Linked DNA regions of Mus musculus: all the other regions are linked to region 2. Evidence: chromatin contacts called from public HiChIP or PLAC-seq and promoter capture Hi-C data. All regions are on one chromosome and are shown on one strand. The core of a region is the stretch at or near the end of the contact, and the rest is flanking DNA. Distances in the headings are between cores, read along the strand shown. Region 1 holds the start of Txndc5 (thioredoxin domain containing 5). Region 2 has its middle 17 kb from the start of Gm4035. Region 3 holds the start of Bloc1s5 (biogenesis of lysosomal organelles complex-1, subunit 5, muted).

Region 1 (4,235 bases), core at 872-3,371, 1.1 Mb after region 2:
CAACAGCAGGAGGACAATCCTGCACCCACAAAGCTTAGAACAAATACAGAGACAGGTCAGTGCCATCACTACACAGTGTCCTTGCCCCAGCATCACACATGGACAGTGAACATTCCAGGCACTCACGGTGAGAAAGAAGTGGGGAGAGGACCCAGCGTAGTCTACCTTGAGTACCATGTTGTTCTTAAAATTTTGAAATCTTAGCACTCTGTAGGCTGAGACCAACAAAGTCATGAGTTCAAGGTCAGCTTGGCTACACAGAGAGATCCTGCCTCAACTTCCCCTTAAAACATCAAAAACCCAGCCTTCAAAGGCCATGGGTGGGCTCCTACATCTCTCTAATATTTTTATCAGAATAGCAAGAAGCAAACAATTGAAGGCTTATCCTAGAGAGCAGCCTCGACCTAAACGTCTGTAAGCCATAGAGTTAAAAAAAAAAAAAAGAATCTGTGGTGTATACCCCAACTGGCCAAGACTAGCTGGTTATTCATTGCATATATTCTAAACTTAAAACTCCATCAGCACTCCAGAGAACCTAACCCTGCCTGCATGTCAACTTTTCTCATAAAACTAAAAACCCTTAGATTTATTCCACCGAAATCAACTCCAATTAAGTCCTGTGGTGTACTTAACTGGAATCACTACTTTGAGACGACTTGTGCACAGAGTAACTATTAACGCGACTGACTGTGGCAGACTCCCAGTCTTTTTCTTTCAATGGTAGTTCTACAGACTCAAGTGGCTGTTCTTGGGAATGTAAAACAGTGTATCCCATTCCTGCATTCTTAACTGATAATGGCTGTGAGCCAAAATGATCCCCTCCCCCACAAAGTTAATTTAACACTAAACGAATTGAAATGCAGTAATAGCCCGCTCTAGGGTTATGGGCAAAGTTTCTCCCACTTTAGAAAAATACAATCACTGACTACATTGGATTCCACAGGCACATTTTTCTTAACTGCTTAACCCCCTGTCCTTAATGAGTCCCTACTGAGCTAGAGGAAGAGTACTTTGCTCAGCAATAAACACAGCCAGAACATCCCACATCTCAAGAGCCTGTGCTCTAAATACCGCTTTCTGCTGTGGACCGGAGAACTTCTTTCTCTGAGCATCTAGGCCCCAGTAGCAAAGCACTGCTATGTCTAGACTAATTCTTGGGGTAGTGAGGTGCACCAGGAAGCCCCAACCGAAGAATGGAAGCCTGAAGTTATGACTTTTAGGAAGAACAGTTCGACCTCACACTTTCCAAATGACCGGGCCCCAAATGAGAACAGGAGGTGAAAGAGTTAAAGGCCTTGAGAATACAGCTCACATCCACTCCAGCGTGCAGCGGAGACTCCAAAACTGGCACCTCGCTGGACTCCAGGGGCCGGGGAAGTCTCAGTTCCCGACCTAGGCTATCTTTTCCTACCCTCGACACACAAAGTGGGCAATCACATCTTGAGGGGGCCTTAGATTTCCAATCCAACCCAATATTGATGGGCCAGCAGGAAGAACCCTTCAGGATAGGGCACGTGGACGCCGGGCTCCCGCCGCGTCCGGCCAGCACAGGAAGTTTGGGGAGCTGGGCAGGGGACAGAAGCGGGGGATGCCTGGACTCCAGCAGTGTGGCGGGGTGGAGAGGCTTTTCCGGGTCTCCCCTCGGGGCCCGCCCTTCCTAGCTCGCAGGCCGGCGGCTAGCGCCACGTCAGCGGCGAGGCCCGAGCGCGGCCCACGCCCCCGGCGCAGCCTGCGCGGCCTCGCGCCCTCTCCCCGGTCCCCGGCTCCAGGTCCCTGGTCCCCGGTCCCAGATCGGGCTCCGCCGGCCTGCTGGAGCTGCAGTTACCAGGGCGCGAAGAACATGACGAAGTGCGCGGCGCTCTGGATCCCGTGCGTGAACATGTCGGCCGTATACAGGTGCTTGGCGTGCGGGTCCTGCTCGACCCCGCTGTCCGCTTCCACCTCCTGGGCCCGGGCGCCTTTGCGCGCCCCGAGCAGCAGCAGGAGCGTGGCCAGGGCCGGCAGCCCGGCCAGCGGCTGGAGGAGGCGTCCTGGGCGCGGGGGCATCGTGGCGGGGCTGGCGAGCTCTCGCTCGTGCCGCGGGTCCCCTCCGCGGCGCCGCTCCCGCCCCGGCTCCTCCCACGACCGCAGAGCCACGCCTCAATCACGCCCCCGCTCGCAGAGCCACGCCCCCTGTCCCGCCGGCTCACCTAGCAACTTGCTGTCTTCTGCTGAAAGCCACCAGGAAGAGGTCGCTTAGGTCCTGGGGTCCTTGTGCAGCACCTCCAGCGCTATCTCAGTCCGGTTCCCTTCCATCCCGCTGAGCTCATTCTCCTTCCCAAGCTCCTCATCAGCCTTTCCCTGCTAGGGACGAAGAGGCCAAGCTGCCAAGCTATGGAACAGTGGCAGCTTCTGTTGATAACTAATCAGACACCAAGAGACCCGAGAGTTTAGGACCAAGCTGAGCTGCTGTCAGCAGAAAGGAGGAAATCAGGCAAACGTGTGTGGGGTTTGCTCTTGCATAAGTCAGATTCTTAGCCAAAGCTCAACTGTGATTTGAGGGCCTGGCCTCAGGGGGTGTGATGAAACCACTTCCCAAGAGCACCTCCTCTGTTATCCTGCCCTGCCTTCACTTTGAAAAGGAAAGGCAGTCAAAGTGGCCCTTCCTTCAGGCCCTGGCTAGTGCCCTGTGTGCCCTAACTCACCCTGGATAGGAAAATGAATGGCAACAGCTGTTCTGGGTGAGAGCTAACGCCTGGGCTGGGGCGCATGGACCCACGCCAACTCTTGAACTTTAAGTCGGGTGGCAATCTAAGCTCCCTGCCCTGCCTTGAAAACCTGGAGCTAAGTTAGGGAGAACGAAACAACCACTAGACACTTGAGAGAGGTCCTAGAGCTATGCTCTGTACCGATGAAAAGGAAGCTGGCATCATAAGACATATATATGGTGATCTTTTATTGGGAAAAAGCAACGGGCATAGTAAGAAGAGTACATGGCCATCTTGTATTGGACTTCTGAGCAACACTTCTGAAAATCACCTGATCTTTATTAGCCTCAGCCTCCCTAAACCAAAAGCCTGGGTTAGCAACAGTTGGGGGTGGTGGTAAAGGGAGGGGCAGGGAAACTCACATCATCTGTAACTATTCTCATGTTAGGTTCGTCCACCTGTAAATGTTTAACCATGGTTTTCCAAACACCAAACTGCAGCATCTCTTGCTTGCCCCCTCTCTCCCTTTGTGCCCTCACATTCTGAGTAAGCACAGTTCAGCCAAACGCTTCTTCCGGCTTTCCTAACCTGAACAGACCTAAACTTGCCCATCGCAGGAGAAGTTCTATGAGCATCCTTTGCCCACGTGATTTTGACTATGGCAATTTGTTGCTCCAACTTGAACCAGCACACCAACTCTGCCCAGTAGCCTTGGCATACAGACTAAAATAGAAATCCCTGATGCTGTCCTTGAAGGCCTCCTGTGATGTGCTCTGCCATGCCTCGTGTCCTGTGAGGCTTGCTGGTGACCAGAAATCCAAGAACTCTTGCCATGTCATCTGTACTGTCAAGGTCAAAGCTTTATGCTCCTCAATACTTCTCTCACTTCATTGCTAAGACATCGCAACAGAAGGTACTATGTTTATAATATCAACTCCTTTTTCACCTGCCCAAAGCTGTGTGGTTCCAGATCCCTTTGGGGGTCAAATATCAGCTATTAACATTATGACTTGTAACAGTAGCAAAATCCTAGATTTGAAGTAGCAATGAATAGTTTTATGGTTGGGGTCACCACAACATGAGGCCCTGCATTAGAGCGTCACAGCATGAGGAAGGTTGAGAACCACTAGCACAGACCATAGCTCTTGGAGCCCTCTCGAACGCTGGCTGTTGGTTGATGTTTCACTCTTGCGTCTCGTGCAGTTGAGACGAAAGGCAGATAGCACCCTTTACCAATGTGTTCCCTTCTATCCACAGACCTTCAGCTCCCGACATATTGGATCTACTGAGCATCCCACCATCATCTGCCCTTGCAGTTTTTGCCATCCTCCCAGGACACTCTCCTATTTCACTGAAGACTGTGGTGCCTTCCAGATGACAGAATTCCCAACAACCCTTTCCTGTCATCATTCCTGGTGACTTTGGTGATTTTGACATTTCCATCAGGAACCCCTTTATACAAGGGAATCTAGAATGTTTACTGTTTCTAATATCTGGATAAAGGTGCTAGGGTTTGGGTCTTGAATGTAAACCTCTGTGGGTCCATGT
Region 2 (4,318 bases), core at 1,100-3,599:
TGGCCCTTGCCCTTGGGAGGCTGAAGCAGGTGGATCTCTATGGGTTCAAGGCCAGGCTGACTCACAAGCACCAGGCCCAGCCAGTCTACACAGTGAGACTCAGTCTCTGGAAAAGAAAGAAAGAAAGAAAGAAAGAAAGAAAGAAAGAAAGAAAGAAAGAAAGAAAGAAAGAAAGAAAGAAAGAAAGAAAGAAAGAGGGAGGGAGGGAGGGAGGGAGGACGGACGGAAGGAAGGAAGGAAGGAAGGAAGGAAGGAAGGAAGGAAGGAAGGAAGGAAAGAAGGAAGGAAGGAAGAGAGAGAGAGAAAGAAAGGAGAGCTATTGGGCTGCTTCTAGAAACTTGGCAGGAATTTGACATTGGGACAGGACATAGATGTGGGCTCACATATCTTGATGATCCTGATAAGCCCCTTGAAACAGTGATCGTGAGACTTTGTTTATTGCTTTGTTTGTTCCTCAACCTATAGCTGATCTTATTCTTTGCATGTACTTAGAATGATATAAAAGCAGGCTGGAGAAAAATAAACCCGCTTTAGCCTTAGCACTGGTTGGAGTCATGCTATAATGTTGTCTAATTGGAATCAAGTTATAATGTTGTCTGATTGGAGTCATGTTATAATGTTGTCTAATTGTCTTTTTCTTTTCAATCCCCACTCCCTCCCTTGAGACCCGGTTGACTGACTGAGCTGGCTTGGTCAATAAATAAAAACCGTCTGCCAAGGCTAGCAGATACAGATTGGGACGCACCAAGTTTGGGCCCAGTCCACAAGGGGATTCCGTCTCCATGTCCCTTAGCTCCTGGTAGTCCTTACACAAAGTCTGTGCAAAGAAACCCTCTCGTAGAGCTCAGCATCTCTCATGACCATGTGCAACAGTCACTTTATCCATTCTCTTTAGGCTTCCTTTAGGTTTTCACGTTGCTGTGGCTTAGCTGTGTGTCACCCAAAAGGCTGCTGTATTGGAAGCTTGGTCTCCAGCTTGAGTTAATAATTGAAAGTGGTGAAATCTTTAAGAGGTGGATCCTGATAGGCAGTTAAGCTGTTGCATGAGGTTATTAGATTTTAGGTGGTTGCTGGTTTGGTTTGGTTTGGTTTGGTTTTTGCTTCCTGGTCACTAGGAGACCGGCAGCTTCATCAGCCACATGCTCAAGTTCAGCAAAACCAAGTGACGATGGACTGAAATCATGGACCAACGTAACCTTTTGCTTGTTATAAATTCATCAGCTCGGGTGCTCTGTGATGGTAATGGAAAGCTGACAGATACACAGATGGTGGTTAAGTGCCGTGTGCTTGTAAGGAGGTTCTAAGGATGTGGCCTTGGATCTGAGCAGCAATGTCTGAGAAAGCAAAACTCATGAGGTAACCAGTCTGAGGACAAACCTGGAATCTAGTCTTCAGCATTGCAAGTCCGATTTCTAGCTTAGTGGCTCAGGGCACTGAATCAGGCTCTTGGCAGGGGTTTTGCACAGCATTGACCCGGCACCCTGTGAGATCAGAAAGGGGAAGTGCTAGGCTGAGACCCATGCAGAGATGAGATGCTCTCATGAAGGAAGTGGGAGGAGAGCTGGCAGCTTGAGGGAGAAGCCAACTTACTGAGAGATGTTTTGTGATTTAGAAAAAGACATAAGGCAATTTTTTTTAATTGAAAAAAAGAGAAAAAGAAAAATCCATTGGTGAGAAAAAGACCAAAATGTACAGAGAAAGAATCAAAGGGGGAGGGGGGGTCATCGTTTCAGAGGAGATGGTCAAGGAGGGTAGAAATCCAGCCATGGGAAGATGTTTATTTTCTAAGAAAGGAGAAGGAGGCAAACTGGGAAATGTGGAGAATGTCAAGGATGGGGGCAGGAAATGCAGGAAGCTCGCAACAGATGGCCTCAATCTTCTAAGTGAGAAAAGAGGCAGCAGTTAGCTGGGTGCCGATGGGAGACTGGACTGGAGGCGTCCCTAATGGCCACGGGGGTCTGGGCTGGGTCCTAGGCTAGCCACAGCTGCACTTCTCAAGCCTGCCTGTAAACGGAGTGGCGAACAGTGTGGCAGTGCAGATTTCCAGACTTCTCCCTCGAGACGTGCATTCTGCAGAACTGGGGTGGCCCGAAATCTATGTCATCAGGTTGGGCTCGGAGAACACTTGCCTCTTTAGAGAAACTGGCCAGTGTGAGAACCGTTGCTCTCAGGAGACCCATAAACAACTGGGAAGCGCGACCCTGAGGGATCGCTTTGAATCCCTGCCTCCGCCAAACTCCTCCACCAGGAAGCTGTAGGGAAGAAAACCAGAGGTGGGGGTTAACTGTGTGCCTGTGTATCTATCCAGGAGGGAGGAGTCTAACCAGGTCTGCCCTGGAAGGCGAGGTATATCCGGAAGGGAGTGATCTAGCTAAGGCAGCAGAGCCTAGCAAATAGGGTGTGGCCTGGCCAGGGGGGTGGAACTGAGTCAGAAGGCAGAAAACATGGTCTCTAGCACGGGCGGCGAGGGAGTCCAGTGAGGGATGGTGTCTAGCCAGGAAGATGGAACTGAACCAAAGGAGGACAGACAGGTCTATGAAAGAGAACGGTCTCTCCAGAGTGTTGTGTTTGGAAGTCTGGAATGTTGCATTCACCATGCTTGACCTTGGACCACCCATAGCAGAGACCAAAGGCAAGAGAGTTCTGCTAGGCTATGGGCAAAGTCAAGACAGAGGAGCCAGGAGAGATGGAGAAGTGGGGAGGAGATGGAATCTCGGACTTGGGGGATGGGATAGGCAGGTAGTCCCCATCAAGCGAGGGAGGGCATACCCCCATGAGCACACTGCTTAGATCAATTGCATCTTGCTAAGGTAGAAATTTAGTGTAGGGGGAAATTAGATTTATATGGCAATAAACACATTCTACTGATTTGTAAGAAATGGAGAAAAAAGTCACCACCACCACCAGGCAGCATCAAAAGCTCGCAAAGATTTTTCTGAAGCTGTTTCCCAAGATTCATGTCTTTCTATGATGAGGCCCGTTTAAGAAAACGAGCTGAGACGATCCTTTGGCTTAGGAAATGGCTACCTGGCTTGATTCCGCAGACCTTTGGTGGACCTCCTTCCCAGCACCTCTGCCTTATGGCCTCAAGAGGGCGCTGCTCCACTTCCTAAACTCCCCAAAGGCAGCTGATGCCCTTGGGAGGCCTCGCCCTCAGTGTTCCTGCAGACATTTAAAGGGGAACACGCACAGAAAGAGACAAAAAATACAGTTTAACGCCTTAGCCTCTTACACGTGGTCCTCACAGGAACAACGGTAACACCAACTAGGAGCTTGCAGAATACGCCACGCCCCCACCACTGCCCCGACAGGCTTCTGTTTGAAATTATCAACATCTTAACGAGGTTCTCCTGGGACCTCTCTATACAAATCCACTTTAGAGAAGCAATGGCCTCGCCAACAAGGTGCTATTTCTTGATTATCTGCCCTTTCTTCTCCCCACCCCCCACCCCCCAACAACTTGGGCACTGCCTCTATAGCAGCCATCCCCAAGAACATTCTCTCAGACCTTACCACAGCTTAAACTCAACATTTAGTCTGTCCTTTCCAAGAGGAAGGTGCTTCATTTTAAGAAGCTAGGGTTTTGTTTTGGTTTTTTGTTTCTGTTTTTGTTTTTTTCTTAAGAATTATAAAGTTATTTTTGCTGTGACTTTAGTTACTTTTCTTGTGGCTGTGACAAAGTATCCGACCTTAAAGACACACCTTAAAGGAGGGGAGGTTTATTTTGGCCCATCTTCAGAGGACAGTCCATCTCCACAGGAAGGCATGGCAGAGACTCAAGGTAGCAGATAATCTTGGATGAGGTACAGAGGTGGACAGGCCTAAGACAGGACTGAGCTGCAATGCTCCAGGCCGGTCCCCCCTGCCCCGTCCTCCAGCTGGATTGTAGTTTTCAAAGGTTCTAAAGATTCCTCCAACAGCTGTGGGCCAAGTGTTCAACATAGGAGCCCGGAGGTGGGGGGAGTGGGCATGGCGGGGGATATTACAGGCTTAAACTATAACAAACCCCAAAACTGAATGCTTCAAAATTAACAGCATTTCTCTATCTTCTGGCTCCTATGAGCCAGGAATCTAGGTGTGGTTTAGCTGGAGACCTCTGACAGAGGTTGCAGTCTGCATAGGTTTGGGGCCTTAGTCATGCAGGGCTGTACCAGAGGGCAGCTCGTGTGAATTCCAGCTCACTCACCGGGAAGTCAGCAGGCTTTAGGACATCACTACCTCACTTCCCTGTCACTGAGCCATCCATCACTGTTAGCCATTGTCCCTTAGAGCAAGAATGCTGCAAGGGCTGGGGAAGGGACCCAGAAGCCAAGCAAAA
Region 3 (3,896 bases), core at 997-3,496, 1.2 Mb after region 2:
TAAAAAGGAGCCACTTAAGACTCTGCAGATTAATTTAGTTCTACACAGAGGTAGATTATCAGTCACTCCTAAAACTGCAGCTGTGGGAAACTATGGGGGAACAGATCATGAAATACAGATTACCACAGAAGTTACGTTGTGTAAGGACATTATAATAAATCCATTGTAATAATTCAGAGTTTGTAAGAGTCCAAATATTAAATATAAATTCTGCTAGCATAACCATGTACGTGTAAAATATAGACTTCTATAGATATCTAACTCTAGTCAGGCTATATGCATTCTTTTACTGTTCAAAAAAAAAAGAGTACTGAAATGTATAATCCTTTGATCTCTACTTGTTTGTAACCTAATGTGAAAGCTAGACAAATATCTCCTCACAAAGACACAGAGAAGTGCTTTGATGGAAGAGCCACGGGACTACAAGATGAGACCAAACAGAACTACAACTCTCTTAGTACCTAATAAAGGGAAGGCTGTGTGTGTGGGTCCTGAGTGTGAAAGTGAGAACCAGTCTCAAAATAAAAAACAGAAAAGGGAGTTGGTAATGTAGTCTCTAGTAGTATGGTATTTGTCTAGCATGTGGGAGGCCTTGGCTTGGCTTCCAGTACTGGGGGAGTAAAAACAGTACTGCTTCAAAATTTAAAACTTCCGCCTCAAAGACACAATCAACAGAATGATAGGCAACCAGGCAAGTGAGAAAAATGCCTGCAAACACCTGCTATGGGTACTGAGGAGACAGATGTGTGTGTGTGTGTGTGTGTGTATGTGTGTGTGTGTGTGTGTGTGTGTGTGTGTGTGTGCGCGTGTGTATCAGCATTAATGGTATAGCGGCCAGCAAAGTTGCCTTTCAAGAATATATCAAGAACTATAACTCAATAACAGAATCTACTTACACGAGCAAAGGACTTAAATGGATATTAGATGACTACCTAAAAAATGGGTAGTCAGTTAAGCACATTAACCAAATATTAGAGGAAATGAAAATCACAACAGGGAGTGTCATCTCACACGCATTAGAATAACTAGTACCAAAGACAAGAGTTGGTGATGACAGGTGACTAGAAAATGGTATAGCAAATACAGAACATGCCAACTCCTCAAAAAGTTTAAAGAATAATCAAATGACCCAAAAATCCACTACTGGAGATACAGTCCCAAGAACTGAACACAGGACCTCCGAAGGATGTCTATATATTCATATTCAAAACAGCCTTATTTCCGAGAGTGGAGCTGTCCAAGTCCTCAGAGGCACTGGACCAGTCAAATTCACAGTGGCATGAGGAGTTATGGTTTAATGCATACAAAGTTTTGCAAGATGAAAAACATTTGCGGATGGAGTCATGGTGGCCCAACAACAGCCATACAACGACTAATCTTCACTGAGATTGCACAGAGAAAGAATTCTAACTTAGTCTTAACACACACACACAATACTACTGGATCCCAAATTAAACCTAAGAAACAATGTGAAACACAGTTTAAACAGTCGCAGCCAGCTCAGCTGGGGCCGCCCACAGATCTGGTAAGAGTAAAATGGGAACCGCACAGATGGTAAGCCACCACTCTCCAGGCAGTGTAGGACTGTAGCCCAAAGTTGGTGGAATAGGCGGGTTGAGCAGGGAGTTGAGGGAAGCAGTGGAAACTGCAATTGGAGGCTTCTTCGCGGTTAACGGGGACTTCTGAGGTTTAGGAATTAAAGCTAGTTGTTATTGTAATAATTTAGGTCGAAATCTACTAAGGCTGAAAGGGGACAGCTCAGACCGGTACACTGTATGGTACTGAGCGCTGTGTTTCAGGACGTTTTCCCAAGTGTTCTTCCTGGCATGACCCCCAAGGCGCAGAGGACAGAGGACGAGAGGGTGAAGGACCGAAGTCACCCTACTACGTGTGGGGCTCCAACTAGTTCCCATTCTCCGCTTGTGCGCCCTTCGCCCATTGCACGTAACTGGGTCCTGCGAGCTGGGACCTTTCGTCTCGAGGCGGGCCAGGCAGCTGAGGGCTACAGGGGAGCCGGGGAGCACCAGGAGGGGCGGTCCCCAGCACGCTGCCCCCACCCCGCACGGAGGACCACGCCCTCCACTCCGTACCCTTGATAATGAGGTGCGCCGCACCCGGAGTCCCCAGTGAGTCCCGCTTCTTGCCGCCCTGGGCGGCGTCGCACGCTACAGGGGTCTCGGTGCCTCCGCCACTCATCCCGACCAGTTCCGCCCACCCGCGGCGTCCACGGCGCAGGCACGGACCTTTAGGGAGAGAGACGCTCTGGTGTTACGTCATCACAGGGCGTCGGAGTCGTTGGGTTCGGGGAAGGCGCCGGGAGTGTAGCCGATGCGGCCATGCTGGATGAGGGCAGATGATCTGCGTATGGGAGGTGTTTGAAAATTACTTGTTTCTCGGTTATCCCATCCTACGCCGGTAGGAACTAAACTCACTATGGTTGGAGCAAGGCGCGGCGAGCAGAAGAATAACAGTAGTAGTATATACATAGTTTCTACATTGTTACTGGCCACCACTATTTTATAAAGCATTTTGACATGTATTGTCACCTTAGGGTCATCATAGCAACCTGAGGAGACAGATCATAATTTTTTTAACAAATAAAGCAACACGGTTAGAGGTTAAGAAACTCGTTTTTGTTTTGTTTAGGTTTTTTGTTGTTGCTTGGTTGGGTGTTTGAGATGGTCTCCCTAAATTAGACTAATAAGTGCTGACATTTGATATATTCCATAATGTTCATTTTCTCAACAAATTGTCATGCTTCAAAGAGAGCAATGCACGGCCTCCCAGTGGTTTTTACCTCCTCATCATCCAGGGGTTCTTCCTTAGGACTCAGCTGTGACCGCTTCCTCCGCTACTCTCTTCTGAACAATGAACAATGTCATCCTAAAGGGTCTTAGTCCAGTCTGAAGGAGGAACGTAAAGCGACATAAACGGCAGGAAGAGGAATCGTTCCATACCTGTGGATACTAGCTGTTGAGGGGATCAGGAAAGACTTCCCAGAAAAGACCAGTGTTTGTCTCCAGTCTTGAAGTGAGACATGGAGAGAATAACTAGGTGAAGCAGGAATTGGGGGATTATCGCAGAAGAAATGGTAAACCCCCAAAGGAGGACAAATAAAAAATTTAATTTCCTAGCTTTTTAATCAATATGTAGAAATCATAGTTTTCAAAGACATTTGTTATTCTCCTCACTTCCAAGAAATTTCATATTCATTTTTCTGCATTGTAGAAAAAAATTTCTTTCCCTTTGCATAATTTCCTTTATGACTGTGCACCATGAAGACTCACTACAATATGTGAAATTGAATGCTTTTCTTACATTAATGTGGCTGTTTGTTTTTTTTTTTAAATGTTGATTCTGGATTTCACCTCTGAAATTTGCCAACTCTGTGTTGTGATAAAGAAATTCTAGTTGCCATAATTAACACTTTGGAAATAGAATTGGGTCTTCAGATAGTTTCCAATAAAGCGTCAGCGAAGGCAAAGAAGCCGGAACCTGAGCTCTCTGGATCCCAGCATTCCTGCCCTCCGGCAAGGACATTCTTGGAAGCACGGCTTGGGAATTCCTGCTCTATTTCACCAGTTTCTACTTCCTGTTCTCACCAATACATTGTTACTTCTGGAATAGCAACAAGAAGACAAGGCCAGTACTCAGTACCGATTTGCAGTTACGGCTGACTTATGATACCTGTCATCAACAATGTGACATTTAAAAAATACTTTCTATGACTGAATCTGCGAACACAGACTCGAACAAGGGCTGACTTAGGAAAATCTCCATTTTCAGATGAAGAGACCTAAGGTCAGAAGGGCCACAGCAGTTCCTGCCTTCTCAGTAGAGACATGCCACATGATGGATTGTGAGGATTAATGTCATGTTTTAAGTTTAAATTACTG

The links. Promoter capture Hi-C pulls out the DNA fragments that hold promoters and counts their contacts. HiChIP or PLAC-seq counts read pairs in DNA pulled down with a chosen protein or histone mark.
Region 1: a promoter capture Hi-C map of pre-B cells shows a contact between it and region 2, with 2.8 times the contacts expected there. The contact joins the promoter of Txndc5 here to the enhancer-like site in region 2. A contact is called at or near these places in 6 of 39 promoter capture datasets (the 3T3-L1 cell line, cranial neural crest, hippocampal neurons and 2 more), 1 of 115 datasets of contacts at active chromatin or transcription factors (large pre-B cells) and 1 of 9 other capture datasets (liver).
Region 3: a contact with region 2 is called in an H3K4me3 HiChIP or PLAC-seq map of forebrain, with 6 times the contacts expected there. The contact joins the promoter of Bloc1s5 here to the enhancer-like site in region 2. A contact is called at or near these places in 2 of 39 promoter capture datasets (embryonic stem cells and hippocampal neurons), 2 of 115 datasets of contacts at active chromatin or transcription factors (astrocytes and forebrain) and 1 of 9 other capture datasets (liver).

What each region holds. Positions count from the first base shown.
Region 1 is chr13:38,526,363-38,530,597 of GRCm38.p6, forward strand. Txndc5 (thioredoxin domain containing 5) reads right to left here and starts at 2,122. Exons shown (of 10, transcript NM_145367.4): 1 at 1,826-2,122. The coding sequence starts at 2,046. It overlaps Gm31834 (a long non-coding RNA gene), which reads left to right and starts at 1,541. Exons shown (of 2, transcript XR_382215.4): 1 at 1,541-3,600; 2 at 3,945-4,235.
Region 2 is chr13:37,450,217-37,454,534 of GRCm38.p6, forward strand. No RefSeq gene overlaps it. Among named protein-coding and RNA genes, the nearest start is that of Gm4035, 17 kb to the left of the region's middle. Within about 2 kb of position 2,350, at least 268 of the 459 cell types and tissues checked have an H3K27ac peak or open chromatin away from gene starts, as enhancers often do. A contact at or near this core is called in embryonic stem cells, forebrain, hippocampal neurons and 2 more, where this site is marked.
Region 3 is chr13:38,632,846-38,636,741 of GRCm38.p6, forward strand. Bloc1s5 (biogenesis of lysosomal organelles complex-1, subunit 5, muted) reads right to left here and starts at 2,247. Exons shown (of 5, transcript NM_139063.3): 1 at 2,091-2,247. The coding sequence starts at 2,196.